Linked DNA regions of Mus musculus: all the other regions are linked to region 5. The links are chromatin contacts, called in public Hi-C and promoter capture Hi-C maps. All regions are on one chromosome and are shown on one strand. Each heading gives the region's core, a stretch centred on a gene start, on an enhancer-like site or on the middle of the called end of the contact. The rest is flanking DNA. Distances are from core to core; before and after follow the strand shown. Region 1 holds the start of Cdk13 (cyclin-dependent kinase 13). Region 2 holds the start of Vps41 (VPS41 HOPS complex subunit). Region 3 holds the start of Sugct (succinyl-CoA glutarate-CoA transferase). Region 4 holds the start of Rala (v-ral simian leukemia viral oncogene A (ras related)). Region 5 holds the start of AW209491 (expressed sequence AW209491). Region 6 holds the start of Yae1d1 (Yae1 domain containing 1).

Region 1 (2,700 bases), core at 153-2,652, 3.2 Mb after region 5:
CGGGCTCAGGGACCGCTGCCGCCGCCTGTAGGCCTTCGGCTCGCTCTTGTCCTCCCGGTAGGCCTTGGGCGGCTCCTTGTAGGCCGAGGGCGGTTCCTTGGACGACTTAGTCCGGCTGCGGTGGGCCTTGAGGTCCCGGTCCTTGCGGCTGCTACTGCTGCTGGACGTAGCCGACGCGCTCTTGCGGCGGCCGCCGCTGCTGCTGCTGCTGCCGCTCTTGGCGGCCTCCGCCCGCTCCTCGCCGCTGTGTCCGTGGCGGCTGCGGGCCTTTGAGGCCTCGCTGCCGCTGCGCGTCCCGTCCCGCCGCCGGTGCTCGCGGTGGCGCTCCTTGCTGCGGCCGCTGCTGCTGCGGCGGTCCCGGCGCGGCCTGCGCTCCGACCCCTCCGCGCGCCTCTGCGTGCCGGAGGAGGAGGCCGGACTCCCGCCGTTGCCCCCCGTTCCCCCGGCAGCCGTCGCCGCCGTTGCCGCGCTGGCGCCCCCCAGCAGCAGCCCCTGCTCGGACTGGGAGCTCACATCCTCGTACTCCACCAGCGGGGTCACACCCCCGCCGCTACTGGCACCGCCACCGCCGTCCTGCTGCGGCTGGGGCAGCGAGAAGACCCGGCGCTTCTCCGCCTCCTGCCCGGCGCGGGGCCCGCGGCGCCGCTTCTGCCGCCCTCCGGGGCGCCTCTTGCCTCTCGCCAGCCGCTTGACCTCCAGAGGAGGGCCCGGGCTGAAGCAAGAGGAGGAGGCCGCGGCGGCGGCGGCTGCGGCGGCGGCCGCGCCGGGGGCAGCCAGGAAGAGCAGAGGCGGCGGGGGCGGCGGCGGTTGCAGGAGCTGCGGCTGCAGGAGCGGCAACAGCAGCGGCGGCTGCTGAGGGGACAGGAATCGCCTCCGCTTGCGGCGCTCCTCCAACTTCTTCTCGGCCCAGCTCAGGCCCCCGCCTCCCCCCAGCGCCGTGTCCGAGCTACTCGGCATCGCCTAGAGCCCGCCGCAGAGTGCGGCGCGGGTGCGGCCTCCTCCGGGGTCAGACCCTGGCCATGTCCCCCGCCGGGAAGGGGGACGGCAGCCGCGGCGGAGGGGTAGCGAGCAGCAGGGCCGGCCGGGAGTCGCGCCACGATAATCCGGGTCGGGACGCGCGTCCCCGGTTCCAGTCGCGGTGTGTGCGCAGCGGCGTCAGGGCCTGGCGCGGGAGGATCCTATCCTCGGCGGAAAGCCGGCCGTGCCGGGCGGCGGCGGTGGCGGCGGCGGCGGCGGCCTCGGGCTCCGGCGGCGCAACGCGGAAGTGCCACCGCGGGCCGCGCTTCACTCCATCGTCCTGACGTCGGGGGCGAGCTCGCGGGAGGGCAGTGGGCGCGACCACAGCACGCCTCCGTCGCCGGCCGGCCGCGGCGCGTCCACGTCGTCCTGTGGCGGCGGCGGCGACACCCCGCGGCGCTCGGACGGGCCTGGGCCTGGCGCCCCGAGGGCACTGCGCGCAGCTTCCGGAGCGGGGGCGCGGCTCGCTGTCCTCCGCCCCTCCACGCGGGCTCCGCGCGCGCCGCTCGCCCCTCCCTGCCCTCCGCGTTCTCCCTGCGGGACGGCGACGCGACTGGCTGGCCGAGCCCTCGCCGCGCACCACCCACTCGCCGCGTTCCTCAAGACTTTTGCCCCTAAACCCAACGCTAGGTCGGCGGCGCGCACGCTCGTCACGTTCGGGGACGCCGATGGAGAGAGCGAGCGCGGGCGAGGGGAGGTGCTGCGTGCTCGCGCCCGCCGGGACCCTGGCCGTCACCGGAAGTGACGCGAGGAGCCACTCCACTTCCGGCAGGGGTGGGACGGAGGAGCAGGGTTAAAGAAAGGAGAGGAGGCGTGGGCTGCGCTGTGCTGTCGCTGGAGGCCTTCCCTCCGGCGCCACTCATGGCGCTTGTTGCTCGCCTCCAGTGAAAAGGTCACGGCAGGACCCGGGAGAACCTTGACGACTACCTTTTCCCCAGCCACGGGATCGGAACATCTGTGAGAGCAGACTCCCCACAGAGGGCGAATGTGACGTTAGCTTGACTAGACTCACGTACGCCCAAGTTCAAGGACCCATCGTAACCTAAAAATATACTTGGTGTTCATAGCTTCGAGCTTCCGCGACACTGACGTTTCGGAACCTTTAAAAAGCCTTACACAGGGCTGGAGAGGTGGCTCAGAGGTTAAGAACACTCACTGCTCTTCCAGAGGTCCTGAGTTCAATTCCCAGCAACAGTATGGTGGCTCACAACCAGCTGTAATGGGGATCCCTCTTCTGATGTGTCACATACATGAAATAAGTAAATCTCTTTATAAAGCAAAAGCATTAAGTAAATCTGAAAGATGAGTCAAAATATCAAGGAGGACTACTAAAAATCCCAGGAACCTTAAAAACATTTTGTAGTAGTGGAAGCTGCCCTCTTTGTACTTTCACCTGTAATTATATCTAACTAAAGCTATGAGCTGTCAGCTACATAATGCCCTCATCTCTTGCCTTAAGATTGCCCTTCAGTTAGAGGCTAGGTATTCGGGGTAATTAGATTAAAATCTAAAAGGCTTATTGGTCATTAATACTGGAAAGAAGATAAACATTGCTCAGTGGGTACATGTAATTACCCCTTAACAAATTTATTCAGATCATCAGCTGGCTTTTAGTTCTTAAATACTTAGTAATCAAGTTGACCTCAGCATCATCTCACAAACTGATGGAAGCTCAGACTTTGA
Region 2 (2,717 bases), core at 171-2,670, 4.1 Mb after region 5:
AATTCTCACAACAAGGTCTTTCAGTAGCTTGAAGTCCACCATGAGTGCTGTTTGGGCCTGAGTGGCTTAATAACATATATAAAATTCTGTTCGATCAGACATGACCTTGGACCCTTGGTTGTGGGTGTCCAAATTAGCTGCTTGGTGCGCAGACTGGAAGAGGGGCCTCAGGAAGAGCTGGAGGTTTATTAAGGCTCTTGGGAGAAGACAAGAGTCTGAAAGATGACATCGTCATGGCTTCCAGGTCATTGAAGACCATGAGTTGAGAAAGCAACATCTAGAGACTAAGGGAAATGCTGAGTACTAAGAATATGACTTCCTACTAGGCTACTGTCAGTGGGAATTACAGGGAACGAAAGGGCACTGAGGCATCTGCCACAGTCTGCCAACTGTGCTGCCCTCTGTGAGTTGCCAGCTGCTTAAGACAATAAACAGACAATGGCTATCAGTGGATAAGATGAGTGAATTCCCACAGAATAGGAAAGATAGTTTACTTTGTCCTGAAACATAGGATAGCTCAAGTTTTCTAAATGATGTTTTTCATATTACATTTACAAATTATTATCTGACATTGTATCTTGAAGATAGTCAATGTGAGTTACGAAGCAATTAAACAATAGAGATTTATAATTTTCTATATTCATATGTCAGTTGCTATTTTTTCTCTAACGGGGGACCAGATTTGATTCACAACAGCTATATGGCAGCTCTCAAATATATGTATCTGTAATTCCAGGGAATCTGATATGCTTTTCTGACATCTGAGGACACGAGGTTCCTAAGTGTGCACAGACATACATGCAGACAAAATATCTATACAATTCAATTTTAAATTAAAATGAAAGATGTCAATTTAATGTACCAAGATACTAAATCTTTGCAGGAATACACATTATTTTCTCACTTTCCACTGTAGACTTTTTTTTTTTTATATAAATAGTCACTATCACTTTAAAAAGTGAGTGGGCAGGCACAACAACATATCAGACTAAAGAACATTTGATATAGTAGTCTTAGACTTCGGAGAGGGATAGGTTCTAAACCTAGGCTTTTTAGGTAAGTTTAGTGAAATCTCCGAGTTACTATCCTTTCCCCTGTTAATGGCGGTAACAGGAGGGATCACAGGGAGGACTAAATGAGATAATTCATAATTTTACTGTAAACGGGAGCCTGAAATAGAAAATGAGATAATTCATAATTTTACTGTAAACGGGAGCCTGAAATAGAAAGAACTTAATGCTACAATAACAACAGAACGTAGACCAACAACAAAATAACAATTTAGCATTAATTATAGATATAGTGGTGTCTCTGTTGAGCAAAAATGAGAGCTGGCTAAGGAACCAGATTAGTGTGCGGGAAAAACTACATTTCCCAGTAGGCTGTGGCCCAGGGGCTGTTTTCTCCTATTTCCGGGTATGTCACATGACTCTCAGGCTGCGCTATGGCGGAAGCAGAGGAGCAGGTAAACGCTGGCAGAACTAGTTCGGGGCAGCCGGGAGCTGGAGACCCGAGCGAGGGGTTCTGGGACGCGGAGTGCCAGGAACGTGGCAGCTCTGACCGGGCGAGTTGGGGTGGCCCTTCTCCGCGCGGATAGCGCCTTGCACACCCGCTCTGTCCGAGCCGGCCTTGCCTGGGCTCAGCCCTTCTGGTTTATGTTAAATGGGATTTTTTGAAAAAGGCAAGTTAAGAGTAGACTGCTATGCAAGGCTTTAAGGATTATTCCCGTTGCTGGCAAGACGTAGATGGAAACGTCCAGCTATAGCTGAGAAGTGGCATTGAGGTGCTGAGTACAAATTATTGCCTTTTTTTCATACAGACGTTCTGATATAGGGCGAAGGACAAAATTAAATGAAACTAACAAAATAGAAGACTCAGGCTAAAACTCGGAAGAGATTCCTTAAGTATATGTATATATGTGTATGTGTGTATATGCATATACATATATGTATACACACACACACATAGAAGCATATATATGTATGTATCATCTACCATATTTCCCCCTCATATATTAAATGCCCTGCTTGCCAGTTTCTGTGATGTTCCTTAAGACATGCATGGTGATGCTCTGTTTACTGTCCTAAGAGACATTTACTAGTGGACTTTTTACTGTTCACATCTGTGCTTTATTTTGAGTGTGCCAAAAGTTACGGAATTTGACAAGGAAAAATTTGGGTTTTGTCATTACGTTAACAAGAGCCTCTTTACTATCATTTGTGCAAACTGTCTTTTGCAGTGCAGGTCCGAGGCAAAAGAGTTTTCCTTCCCAGCAGACCTTGCTTAGTTTGACTACTGCAAGGTGGCTTTTCACATTGAGCATTTTCATTTCACGTTGAAATACAGTTGTGGTTTTGTAGTAAAACAAACATCCAAGTTAAGTTTTTAGATTAGACCCAGTGTGATAGAAATATGGAGTAGCCCTTGTATTCCCACTCATGCAGAAGAGGAATTTGCCAAGGCTGTCTGATGTTAAAATGTAGAAAATCAGGCAGATAACCTGATTCACAGTTGTGCAGTGCTTTCGAGCTTAAAAAGATCCTCACACATGGCATTTGGTCCTTCTAAAAGAATTCTGTGAGGTAAATATTTATTCTGATATGGAAGTCATATACAGCCTCCATGTCCTAAATCCTCTTGTCCCAAACTGTGGTAAAACAGTGCCCATATTGTAATCACCCTAAAGGGCCTTGAGTATCCACCCCTTCCTCGGTTCT
Region 3 (2,730 bases), core at 146-2,645, 3.1 Mb after region 5:
CTTCATAAGGCAGATTATTGACTCACTGACATGTATGTGTGAATAAATATACATTCATAAGTATGACTGCTCAAATGCTAGATTCTAAGCTAGACAAAGAAAAGATAAAACAGAAATTATGGCCAGTAAAGAACAATATAAATGTTAGATAAGCTGTAGTGTGCAGGCGCTAAAATATCATTACATCCTGATGATGACATTATCCCTCCATGATTATACAATTTGTCTTCAGAAATAAGAAATGTGGTCGAGCCTGGGTTATGTATTGAAACCTTGTCTCAAAAAAACAAACAAAGAACAAAACAACAAAATGAAGCAAAACAAAAAAAGTCGAACTGAATTATCCAAGAATATAGCAGGGGCATGAAAAAATTAAACAACCTCACCCCCCCCCATAAGCCCTTGTGTTTATGTCTCCATTAATAAAGAATAAAGCTGAGGATATACTCTATAGTTATGTCACCGAAGATGTCAGAGACTGAAGGCCAAAATGCTTCAGAAAGATGCTATGGATGAATGAAAACCTTAGGCCAGGCGCTGAAGAGATGACTCAGTGGTTAAGAGCACTTACTGCTCTTTCAAGAGGATTTGGCTCAGTTCCCAGCACTCACAAGGTAGCTCACAACCACAATTTTCTCCAGTTCCAGGAAATCTGATTCTTTTTTGATCTCCAAAGGCATCAGGTACGTTAAATGGTGCATGTGCATACACGCAAACAATACACTCACACACACAAAAATCTAAACCAATAACCCCCTCACATATCCACGGTCTAATGTGATGAGTCCTAAAATCCCAAGTTGATTTTAGTATCTGAAGGAGTTAGGGAAAGACCACAAAACTCTTCTACAGGAATGTCTAAGACAGGTATCTTATGCAGAAGATAGCATTTTTTAATTATCCCGTTTCTTTATAATTACAAGATTTTTAAGTTTGGGGTATGTTTTCGTGGGTTTTTTTTTCCCCTTTAAATTTCTGTTTCTACTTCCTAACCTCGTCAACTTCCATTTTACAAGAACGTAAACGCAGGGTTCAAGTCCAGCATTAATTACTACAGGCTCGCTTAAGTTTTCAAGGCAGCAGTCTGCTTTCTAAAACTCAGCTTTTGGCGGGAGGTGCTGTTTCCTAAGTTACCAAACCTTGGGGGATTAGAAGCCAGGGGTGGAAAAGAGAAGCAGGGCACGACCATGGCCATGAGCCCTGCGACAGGAGCCCCCGAGGCGCGAGCGCTCCCCTCAGGGAGCCCGAGCGCTCAGTGTCAGTAGGTACCTGACTGCGGGCGGCCGGTCCACAGCCCCCTCCCGCCGGCCAGGCCTCGGCCGGGTCTCCGAAAAGCCACCGCCCTGGCCAGCATCCACAGCATCGCCCCTCAACCCCAGCGAGAGCGCCCCGCGACCTCCCTCCTTGACCTTAGGCCCCCTCAGCCCCGCCCCCCCAGCCAGCCCGGCCCCGCCGCCAGCCCCGCCCCCTCCGCAAAGACCCTCCCCCTGGTCGCCCTCGCACTCTTCCCCGCCCACCACGCCCTCCGCTTCCGCCCAGGCCTCCACCTCAGTCTCACTCGGCCCCGCCCCCTTGGACGATCCTGTTCAACCGAGTCTCTCGCCTCACACCCTTCGGCCCCGCCTCTTGGCTCATGGCCCCGCCCCCGAATCCGGCTGACGCTTCACTCCTTGCTTCCCGGAAGCCTCCAAGACGGATGGCCCTACCCCTCTGATCCGCCCTCTTCGGAACCCGCACGCCCCTCTCCCACCCTCACAGCCAATAAGGCCTGATGATCGGTTTCCTCTCTTCCGCTTCCGTCTTCGTGTACTGGGGGTCTCCGGGAAGACCGTTGACGACTGTGCTCGTGCTGCGGCCGGAGATTTAGTTTCCCCTTTACAGTCTTTCCTCCTCTCAGACACGCCCACCATTCTTCCATTGAGTGACCTGTTTACCTGCCCTCTTGCAGAAACTTGGTGAGATCGGAACCTTTGTGCAGCCGGAACTAAGGTGCGGTAGTCCGCTGGGAGCCGGAAGGGTGTATAAATAGAGGAATACCAGTTTCCTTCTGGCGGTTGATCGCAGAGGTTCCGGTGAGGCGTTCGGCGTGTGAGCTCTGCGGCTTCGTTTCCTGATATGCACCGACCGAATTTTCGACCCCCAACTCCTCCGTACCCCAGCCCGGGGATAGGAGGTTGGGGTGGCGGAAATAACTTCCGGGGTGCCCTGGGCGGGGGGCCGCGGCCGCCCTCCCCGCGGGACGGGTACGGGAGTCCGCACCACACTCCGCCCTGCGGGCCCCGGGCTAGGCCGTACGGGAGCAGCCAGTCTCCGCGGCACGGCGGCAACTTCTCGGGGGCCCGCTTCGGGTCTCCGTCCCCGGGCGGCTACCCAGGCTCCTACTCCAGGTCCCCCGCGGGGTCCCAGCATCAGTTCGGCTACTCCCCAGGGCAGCAGCAGACCTACCCCCAGGTAAAGACAATAGCTAGCGTTTGCCGAACTCTTCCTGTGATGGCAGACGTGATACGAAACATTCCCTTTCCGTGGATTGTTTAATCCTCCGATACTACGTTGGCCCAGTTTTGCAGATGAGTAACCTGAGGCGTAAAGAAATTATCTAAGACTACCATAAGTGGCGGAGCTCTAGTTCTCTGTCCACAGAAACTGCTCTCAGCCAGCATACCACATTCGTATACAAACTTCTTTAATCCTCCATTTCTTCTCCCACCCACCCCCAGAGGTTTTTATTTG
Region 4 (2,700 bases), core at 25-2,524, 3.3 Mb after region 5:
CTTCTGGAAAGTGACTTTTCCATCAACTGTACACATTCACATCCATTCAGTGAAGAAATGTGGGGAGTTCTGAGCACTTTACGTGGTAACAGAGAAGATGAAAAGGCTCCTCCTCTGAAAACAACTGAGCCGTAGAAACATCTTAAGGGTCACAGGAGTCATTTATAAGAATATTGTATCAACAGATACAAACAGCATAGGTAATAGTACATATTAACAAGCATAAGCCAAAGGGAATGCCTTCTACACTGTGAGTAATAAATCTGTTAGTCAATTTTGGGAACGTGATTAAAGCTGTAATTTATTTACAGGAAAAGAATTTACAGAAATAAAGGTTCTCCCGGCACACGTACCCAAACTGTTTGTAAATTGTGTGCTTCCTGGCTTGACAGGTAGGGCGTGGCACCAGAGTTCTCACAGTAGCTCAAAGACACTCAGATGAGCTCTCACAAGTCTGGACGTTCTGGTTTCCATGCAAAGGCCAGTAAATTCTTTAATTCCTCCTAAGTCTCCCGACAACACAACCACCTCAGCGCCACCACGCCCGCCCACTCCAACACACGAATGCCCAAGTAAAGCACACAAATCGTATCTTCTACTCCTTGACATCTTTCAGGCACCGAACGCGGAAGATACCCCCATCACACAATGCCTACATTCCCTTCCTCTTCTAAAGGCTAAACCTGTACTAGAAGAGCCTTCGAGCATTCAGCTGGACGCGTCTAAAGACTTTAGTCTGAAAACGCCATTCCTTCCAAACACTGGCAGAGAAGCTCGAAAAGCAGCCGCTCTGTACCGGCAGAGTGGCTTGAAAGCGAGGGAGGTCGGGGTGGAGTGCGGCGCAGGGACTGCGGCGGCGGCGGCGGCGGCCCCAGGTCGCGGGCACCGCCCGGGCACAGCCCTGGGAGCCACCGGCGCTATACAGGTGACCTTCCGGAGACGCCGCCCGCTGTCGGGGCGCAGTCGGGTCCCAGCCCAGGCGGCAGGCGGGACGTGCAATCTCGGCGGCCGCGGGCCCGGCCCGTCGGACACACCCCCGCCGCGGCCCGGCCTCCCCGGCCGGCGAGCTCTCACCTGCACCGCGAGCCGCTCGACCCGCGGGCTCTTGGGCCTCGGCTGCGCCGATCGGACCGCGCTCGGAGTTCCGCGCGGGGCGCGGCAAGAGGAGTCCGGAGGGCGGCGGCAGCGGCGGCGGCCTGGGCGGCGGCGGAGGAGGAGGACTCCGGCGCTCCGCTCTAGGGAGACCCACCCTCCTCCCGGCCGCTCTGCAGCAGCCGCCGCAGATCACTTCCGGGGCGCGGGCCAGCGGGGCGGGGCGCCAGGCCGCACTTCCTGGCCGTGGGGCCGAGTACTCCATGGCGACTGCGAACAAAGGCTCTACGGGCGCGGGGGAGGCGCAGTGGTACAGCCTCCCGGTGGACCCACGGCGAGTCCCCGGGTTCGCGAGGCGTAGCCCGCCCCCCCCCCCCAAGGCCGTGCCGGGATTCCCGTGTCGCGGTGTTTTCGTCTTCCCCGGACATGGAGGGGTTCCTGGAGAAAGAAGGGGAGGGGGAGGCCGCCATCTTGCTTCTGGGGGCTGCTAGGTTCTCTTGCAAGAGTTTTCCAGTGTGTAGCCTGCAACGTGGTTTGTCGCAGATCAAGTCCGAGTTGGTGGATTGGTCGCTTGTCCTGGTTGGAGGGTCTCGGTAGCTGACCGAGTGGAGAACTGGCCTCAGCATATGGGCTTCGGGTTCCTTTTGGAGTAGACCCTTCGACACTAGATTTGGCACTGAGATAAGGCGACGGCTCCGTAACACACTAATGTCTTAAATTAGTAGTTAAACTGAATCGGTTGTTTTCTTTAAAACTGCCCACAAGTTCGAGATAGTTTGCCTAGTGTCTGTTAGCGGCCACACGTTCTTCCCTGGACTTTAAAATTCTCATTTCCTTTGGCCCCAAATGAAGAACCAACGGCTTGGTTGGTTGGCATGACTACTTAAAGGAATGAATGTACACTCAATCAAGTTTGCAGTCTAGAAACCTAGTACTTGGCGTTTGGAAGTATGAATGGAGGGAAGACTTGATAACTTTACTAACAATAGGTTAGAGTTTTAAACTTAAGTATGATCTTTTTTCCAGTACAAAAAGACGATGGTAAATGTGGATCCAAATAAAGGGAGTCCCCGCAGAACAGGGATCAGTGGTTCATGGAGAAGGCTGAGTGCCACTTATCTGTCTTAAAAGTTCTACAAGAGCTGATGAGAAAGATGAGGCTACAGAAGGAGACAGGAGTCAAGTCATGGCTGGCTTTTGTGTCTATTAAATTCTGGAAGTAGAATGGCTGGATACATCAAATTTTAAGCAGTTTATAAATGGAGGACCGATTAATGGGGGAGTTGGGCAGTATAGCAAACATAGAGTAGACAGTGAACTATTGCAGAAGAGGAAAGAGAAAGGTATTTTTAATAGTGCCAGTAACCAACCAAAAGATGATTCCCAGATGATGAAGCCATATAAGCATCATAAGCCAAATAAGAATTGTTTGCTGGGCAGCTGGAGGGTAAGAGAATTGGAAGTCAATGTTTTGTTTTTGGAAAGATGCAGGATAAAAGTGTACTTTGTGTATGTGGTTTTGTCCTGGCCATGTAACTGGGGGGTGACCTTGAACTTCAGACTCACCTAACTCCATCTCCCAAGTGCTGGTAATAGAGACTTGCACCA
Region 5 (2,744 bases), core at 165-2,664:
GGACCTAAAATTTCTGTTAACTGAATATCTGATTCTTGCTCTTTGCTGTGTTTCAATTCCTTACTGTACTTTCTAGTCCACTGATGTTTAGAATATGCCTTTACTTCGAAGAGCTGTTTCCTATCTGTGCCTTCAGCCCTTAAATGAAGAGAAGCTTATTTGAGGGCCAAAGTAATCAGGTAGCTGAAGGTTCCAGTTACAAGGTACTTCTTAAGGAAACGTGCTGTTGTATGTGCCTTCTCTGTCCTCCAAATCCAAGCCGGAGAAGGTTGGGGAGTGTTGAGTTTGTGAATGAGTCTTCTTGTAGATTGTGATTGTCAGATTTCTTTGGAAGTTTTTACGTATTTACTGTTTGAAGGGAAAAGGTGTAGGGGGTGGGAGCATTGGAGGAGCAAGGAGGCTAGGGGCAACATTTAATCAGGAAAATTTCCCATTTTCTAATGGTGCCTATTTTTTGTTGGGCTTCTTTCTATCTTGACACCTGTTTACTTACATCACAATAAACTTATTTCTGAGGGAGGAATGGGCTGGCTGCCCTGGATGGGAGAAAGAACTCTGGTATGTTATTAATGGAGTCTTTTTAAAGAATGGTTTTAATTCTTGCCCCCCCCCCCCCCCCCCATTTAGACACACCTGAAGTTCCAAAGCCCTCTGGAATTTGTGCTTGATAAACCCTGGCAGGCTTTGCTGAAGGCATTTACAGCGTTGTTTGTGCCTCAGGGGCAAAATACATCTATTTACCCTTTAGTTTAGAACTAAATAAATTCGTGTGTAATGTATTTGGAATAGCGCTGGCTACAGAGCTTTTTTTTTTTTTTTTTTTTTTTTTTTTTAGTATATTTAAAGCACCGAATGAGATATTGCTCCTGTCTTAAGATTTTGGTAGTGTGTCTGATCTGAGTTACTTCTATCCTTAAAGTAGTACTTGGGACAAGGAAAACACAATTGAAATCTAATACTTAAAATAATACTTAAAAAAATACTTAAAATTAGTTTTGCTTTCTCAAACTCCCCCTCACCTCGGATAACTTTGAACTAAATATCCACAGCCCCTGAAGCTATGCAGTTCTCTGCCCTGTTCGGAAGGACAGCACATTTAAAGGTTCCTTCTATGTAAAGGCCAGGATGATGCAACTAAAAATGCTTCCGAGTGGCGTTTGGAACCTCATGGTTCTCGATTTTTATTTTGCTAAAAATATCCAAATCTGAGACCCAAATAAGTTTTAGCATTCAGGACTCAGTGAGATTGAGACCCAACCCTTGACCCGCCCCTGCTGGCTGGGAGCTCAGGTTTCCGTCGCTTTGGTAGCAGAAGCCGGTTGCCCTCAACAAATATGGTCGCTGCGGTGCCGCCTGGGACTCAAGCTCAAGCTCACCGGGCCGGAACCACGTAATGCCAGAGGCGGGACTCGGCAGGCGGAGTGCCTCTCAGCAGAACAAGGTGAGGACTGACTGGTGAGCTGTCTCTGCAGACTGCCTCTGTGTTCCCTCGCCATGTGCGCATGGTGTCTGGCGCTGCTGGTGAGGATCCGGGGACCAAGGGAGTGAGTGGGGAATAGAGGGAGGTGGAGAGGGAGGGCATGGGCCGGGTCTCGGGGCAGGAAGGGTCAGTACTGCGTCTTCCCTACTCTGGCCTCTAAGCACTAGGCCAGCTGGAGCCTGTTTGATCCGGACTTGTTGGATCAGGCCCAGCGGTGCAGGTGGACATACCAGAATGGGAACCACACTCACGCAGAAACACTTCACCCCAGGCTCTCGCACCTTGTCATAGTCCAACAGCCAGGCTGGCCACCTGGTGTGGTGTTCTGGGTCCTTCCATCTTTTCCTTCAGAATGGGAACAGGAGGCCAGTTGGTTATCCCCTTTGTTCTATTGAAACATTGCTAAGTTGACATCACATGCAGAAATCAGACAGTCTTGATTGCTTGATATTCTAAACCCTGTGGAAATCAAGAGGCAACTCCTTAAAAGACTGTATCCGGGAGTGGCAGCGCACACCTTTAATCCCAGTATTTGGGAGGCAGAGAAAGGTGGATTTCTGTGAGCTCAAGGCCAGCCTGGTCTACATATTAAGTTCCAGAACAAGCAGGGTTATGTGGAGAAACACTGTCTCAAAACACAAACAACAATCCCCCCTCCACCACCACCCCCCCAAAAAAATCCAACAAGCCCCAAGAAAACAAAAATCATCTATTGAAGGAGTAAGAGGTGAGAGATCCTAGGATGACTAGTTTAGGAGAGCCTCTTGTTTGGACAGTTTGTGGATTTTTAATATTAAGCAGTTGTTTTTACATTAAAAAAATCAGTTCTTTGAGAATTTCATATCATGTGTTTGGTTCATATCCACCATGGATGACTCAACCAATCCCATACTCCACCCCTCCTTCAAGACTGCTTTGTACTACCCAAATAGTCTAGGATGTGTGGTCTTCCACTGAAGGGTGGGAGGGAGGCTACACTCCTAGAGAAAACTGTCTCTCCCTCTCCCAGCCGCTCAGAATTGCCAGCAGTTGCCATGCTGGCTTAGGCTTGCGCAGGGTTGGTGCATGCTGTGTCCAGAGGAGGTTTCATTGCAGGTCTTACCTTTTTTCCTTTCACAATGATCCCTGAGCCTTGTGAGAGTAACATATGAGTGTTACATATGTCCCTTTTAGGAATAAGAGTTATATGTAGTCTTTTAGTCTCTGCACCTTGGCCAGTTGTGAGTATTAACAACTGTGTTAATAACTATCTACTGCAATAGAA
Region 6 (2,700 bases), core at 171-2,670, 3.4 Mb after region 5:
TGTCAGATCTGTCTTATTTTTTTAAAATGTTTTCCAGGCTGGCCTGGAGCTCCTTATCCTACCTTCCTCACTCTCCTAATCGATGACAGGCAGATGCCTCGATGCCACACGGGGAAGTCACTTTGGAAATCTAGGGTTACTGTGCAAACATTAAATATCAGTTGTTATGTTTTTTTTAAAAACTGTGTTAGCAAGGTCTTCACAGAAATGGGAAACTACATGTCTGGTCTCTTGGTAACGGACTAGAATAGGATAGATAAGGAGGCTGGCAAGGCCTGGGAAGAGGGAACTATTTTAGGAACAGTGAAGAGGAAGTCTGATTTTAGAAATCTAATCTAAACTGTGGCATAGAGATTTGTCTTATTATTATTATTAGTTTAGCCCTGGATTCCTATGGTATTTTTGTAATGATATGATGGTTGCTGGGCTCAACAAATATGAACTTACTGGAACATTAAATTAGGGTTGACATAACTGCAGCTTTAAGAGGGTAATTTAATGGCTAGTATATTGGGTGGATGCAGTTCTTATCTTTTAAACAGTTAAGTAACATATATTTACTTATTTTTCTTGAGGGAGGCATTTATTTACTTCCTTGAGCGTGAAGGTCAGAAAATAACTTCCAGAAACCCATTCTGTCCTTCCACAAAGTACGTTCCAGGGATCGAACGCAGGTCTTTATACTCTGGAATCCACCCCCATGTGGAGACAGATCTTAGCAAGTAGTTCTCACCCAGAAAAAGCGCCGATTCTACCCAAATAGTACTAAGCAAGTTTCAATGAATGGCAAGACAGGTCCGGATTGAATAACGCATTTAAAGTAAAGCTGGAACAGTATTCCCTTCTCTACCTCCCCCTTACCTTCCCTTGACAACATTCTCAGTTCACCCTTCTCCAAGCCTTGATAACATCACGCCTAACTTTGGACTCTCTGTGACTGCGTTCTCTGCGGGCCATCAGCCTAGTGGGTGTGCATTTCTCCTCCTCTGCTCCCCCGACCCCAAACTGCACACTCTTGAGGGACTGAATAAAGTTCACGTTGTAGAGTAGGGTCAATGTCCCTGCTCCAAACCCGGTGGGGCTCCGAAAGAGCACCAAGAAACAACCAGGATTCTTAAGACCCGGCAACACTGGAGCGCGCTGGCTCGGAGACCCGCGCTCCTCCGCCCAGGCTTCTGCGTGCGTGCCCCTGCCAGGGAGCCCCCGGGTCCCGCCTGGGAGTCCCTTTCTCCCGCGTCCCGTCCATTTACTTGGACTCGTTTCCGCATGTGACCCTGCCATTCCCGCTGCGCTAACAGAGACTCGTCCGCTTCCTCGTCAAACACGTCCTGGTCTCCAGGGCTCGCGTTCTCCGGAGCCGCTCGAAACCAAGACATCGCCCGGAACACCACGAGTCCCGGAGCCGCCGGAAACCCGGGCAAGTGCTTCCGGTTCGGGGGGCGGGACGAAAGGACAAGGCGTGGGACGGAGGGGCGTGTGCGGCTCCCCTTGCGGCTTGGAGGCTAAGGGTTGGGTCTCTTCCTACGCCTCTGGGATGGGCAGCGTGGGGCTAGCTGGGTGCTGCAAGCTAAGTCCCACCATTCAAGGGCTGAGATTCAGTTTCTGCAAGTGCTGAAGGCATTGGACGCCCACGTGCAGCCAAGAACTTTAGAATGTGAAAGCTGATTCTAGGATCGGTTTGAGATTAAGTAATGGGAACACTTTTGTAAAACCAGCGTCCATTGGCAATTTCCCTCTTAGCCTTTGACTAGGAGAGTTAAGGAATGTGGCTCAAGCATTTAGCAACTTCTGGCTGGGAGTTCATGTTGAAGAACTGCACATCAGTAGCGTTCTTGTTTTGTCATGTGATAACTGAATTTTTCTGACAATTTGTTTTGAATACCTATTTCGCATCACTCATCATTTTGGGACAGCGCACTATAGGAATAAAAGTTCTCAGTCCCAATGGACTTCCTATTAGTGTAGAAACGGCCAGTTAGCCAACAATACTTATAAGTAACTCATAGTTTGAAGACTGTAAGTGATATGAAAAAAGTAATCATTGTGAGGGAAGAGGAAACAGGTTACTGTTTTAGTTTATTTTACATTTTTGTCCTGAAGGCAAAAGTTTTGCCAATAAGGAATATATGCTCTGTCAATAAGTTATCCCCTACACAAAGTTATTACTTTTTATCTTCAGAGAGAATTTTGTATCCTATAAATGTATGTATAAAACCAAATATAAAATGTGATAAGGTGTATGTATATAGAGATCTTAATTAGAAGCAAAATGGCAGTATAGGAAGCCATAGAAATAGTGATTGAAATGAGTAAGATAGAAAACTTCTGTGAGTTGGCTCAGTGGGTAAAGTCCCAGGAACGGTGTCAATCACCAGGACCCACGTGATGGAAGGAGAGATTAAACTCCTACAAATTGTCCTCTGACCTACACACACACACACACACACACACACACACCATATGAAAACAAATGCAATAAAAAAAATCCAACTCAACCCTTGCATGATAAACCCTAAAGGACAGGGTCTGAAGAGATGGCTCAGCAATTACAAACACTTGCTGCTCTTCTGGGGGATGTTAACTTGGTTCTGGGCATCTACATACAATTGGGTGATGGCTCACAACCACCTGTGACACCAGCTCCAGGGAGTCTCAAGCCCTCTTCTGGCCTCCAAAAGTGCTTGTGCACACATGGCATAC

Evidence for each region. Promoter capture Hi-C pulls out the DNA fragments that hold promoters and counts their contacts. Hi-C and Micro-C count contacts between places; a contact is called where the count stands out from the background.
Region 1: a promoter capture Hi-C map of pre-B cells shows a contact between it and region 5. The contact joins the promoter of Cdk13 here to the promoter of AW209491 in region 5. A contact is called at or near these places in 3 of 39 promoter capture datasets (the HPC-7 cell line, cranial neural crest and pre-B cells) and 1 of 484 Hi-C or Micro-C datasets (neutrophils).
Region 2: a promoter capture Hi-C map of pre-B cells shows a contact between it and region 5. The contact joins the promoter of Vps41 here to the promoter of AW209491 in region 5. A contact is called at or near these places in 2 of 39 promoter capture datasets (liver and pre-B cells).
Region 3: a Hi-C map of uterus shows a contact between it and region 5, with 7 times the contacts expected there. The contact joins the promoter of Sugct here to the promoter of AW209491 in region 5. A contact is called at or near these places in 2 of 39 promoter capture datasets (cranial neural crest and pre-B cells) and 5 of 484 Hi-C or Micro-C datasets (B cells, LSK cells, muscle stem cells and 2 more).
Region 4: a contact with region 5 is called in a Hi-C map of CD4 T cells, with 6 times the contacts expected there. The contact joins the promoter of Rala here to the promoter of AW209491 in region 5. A contact is called at or near these places in 1 of 39 promoter capture datasets (pre-B cells) and 1 of 484 Hi-C or Micro-C datasets (CD4 T cells).
Region 6: a contact with region 5 is called in a promoter capture Hi-C map of liver, with 4 times the contacts expected there. The contact joins the promoter of Yae1d1 here to the promoter of AW209491 in region 5. A contact is called at or near these places in 3 of 39 promoter capture datasets (liver and pre-B cells) and 1 of 484 Hi-C or Micro-C datasets (CD4 T cells).

What each region holds. Positions count from the first base shown.
Region 1 is chr13:17,803,695-17,806,394 of GRCm38.p6, forward strand. It overlaps Cdk13 (cyclin-dependent kinase 13), which reads right to left and starts at 1,403. Exons shown (of 14, transcript NM_027118.1): 1 at 1-1,403. The coding sequence starts at 957.
Region 2 is chr13:18,715,872-18,718,588 of GRCm38.p6, forward strand. Vps41 (VPS41 HOPS complex subunit) reads left to right here and starts at 1,421. Exons shown (of 29, transcript NM_172120.4): 1 at 1,421-1,465. The coding sequence starts at 1,445.
Region 3 is chr13:17,693,370-17,696,099 of GRCm38.p6, forward strand. It overlaps Sugct (succinyl-CoA glutarate-CoA transferase), which reads right to left and starts at 1,396. Exons shown (of 14, transcript NM_138654.3): 1 at 1,270-1,396. The coding sequence starts at 1,363. Mplkip (M-phase specific PLK1 intereacting protein) reads left to right here and starts at 2,044. Exons shown (of 2, transcript NM_025479.6): 1 at 2,044-2,451. The coding sequence starts at 2,116.
Region 4 is chr13:17,942,943-17,945,642 of GRCm38.p6, forward strand. It overlaps Rala (v-ral simian leukemia viral oncogene A (ras related)), which reads right to left and starts at 1,275. Exons shown (of 5, transcript NM_019491.5): 1 at 1,075-1,275.
Region 5 is chr13:14,628,844-14,631,587 of GRCm38.p6, forward strand. AW209491 (expressed sequence AW209491) reads left to right here and starts at 1,415. Exons shown (of 2, transcript NM_134067.4): 1 at 1,415-1,521.
Region 6 is chr13:17,991,931-17,994,630 of GRCm38.p6, forward strand. Yae1d1 (Yae1 domain containing 1) reads right to left here and starts at 1,421. Exons shown (of 3, transcript NM_025904.3): 1 at 1,251-1,421. The coding sequence starts at 1,376.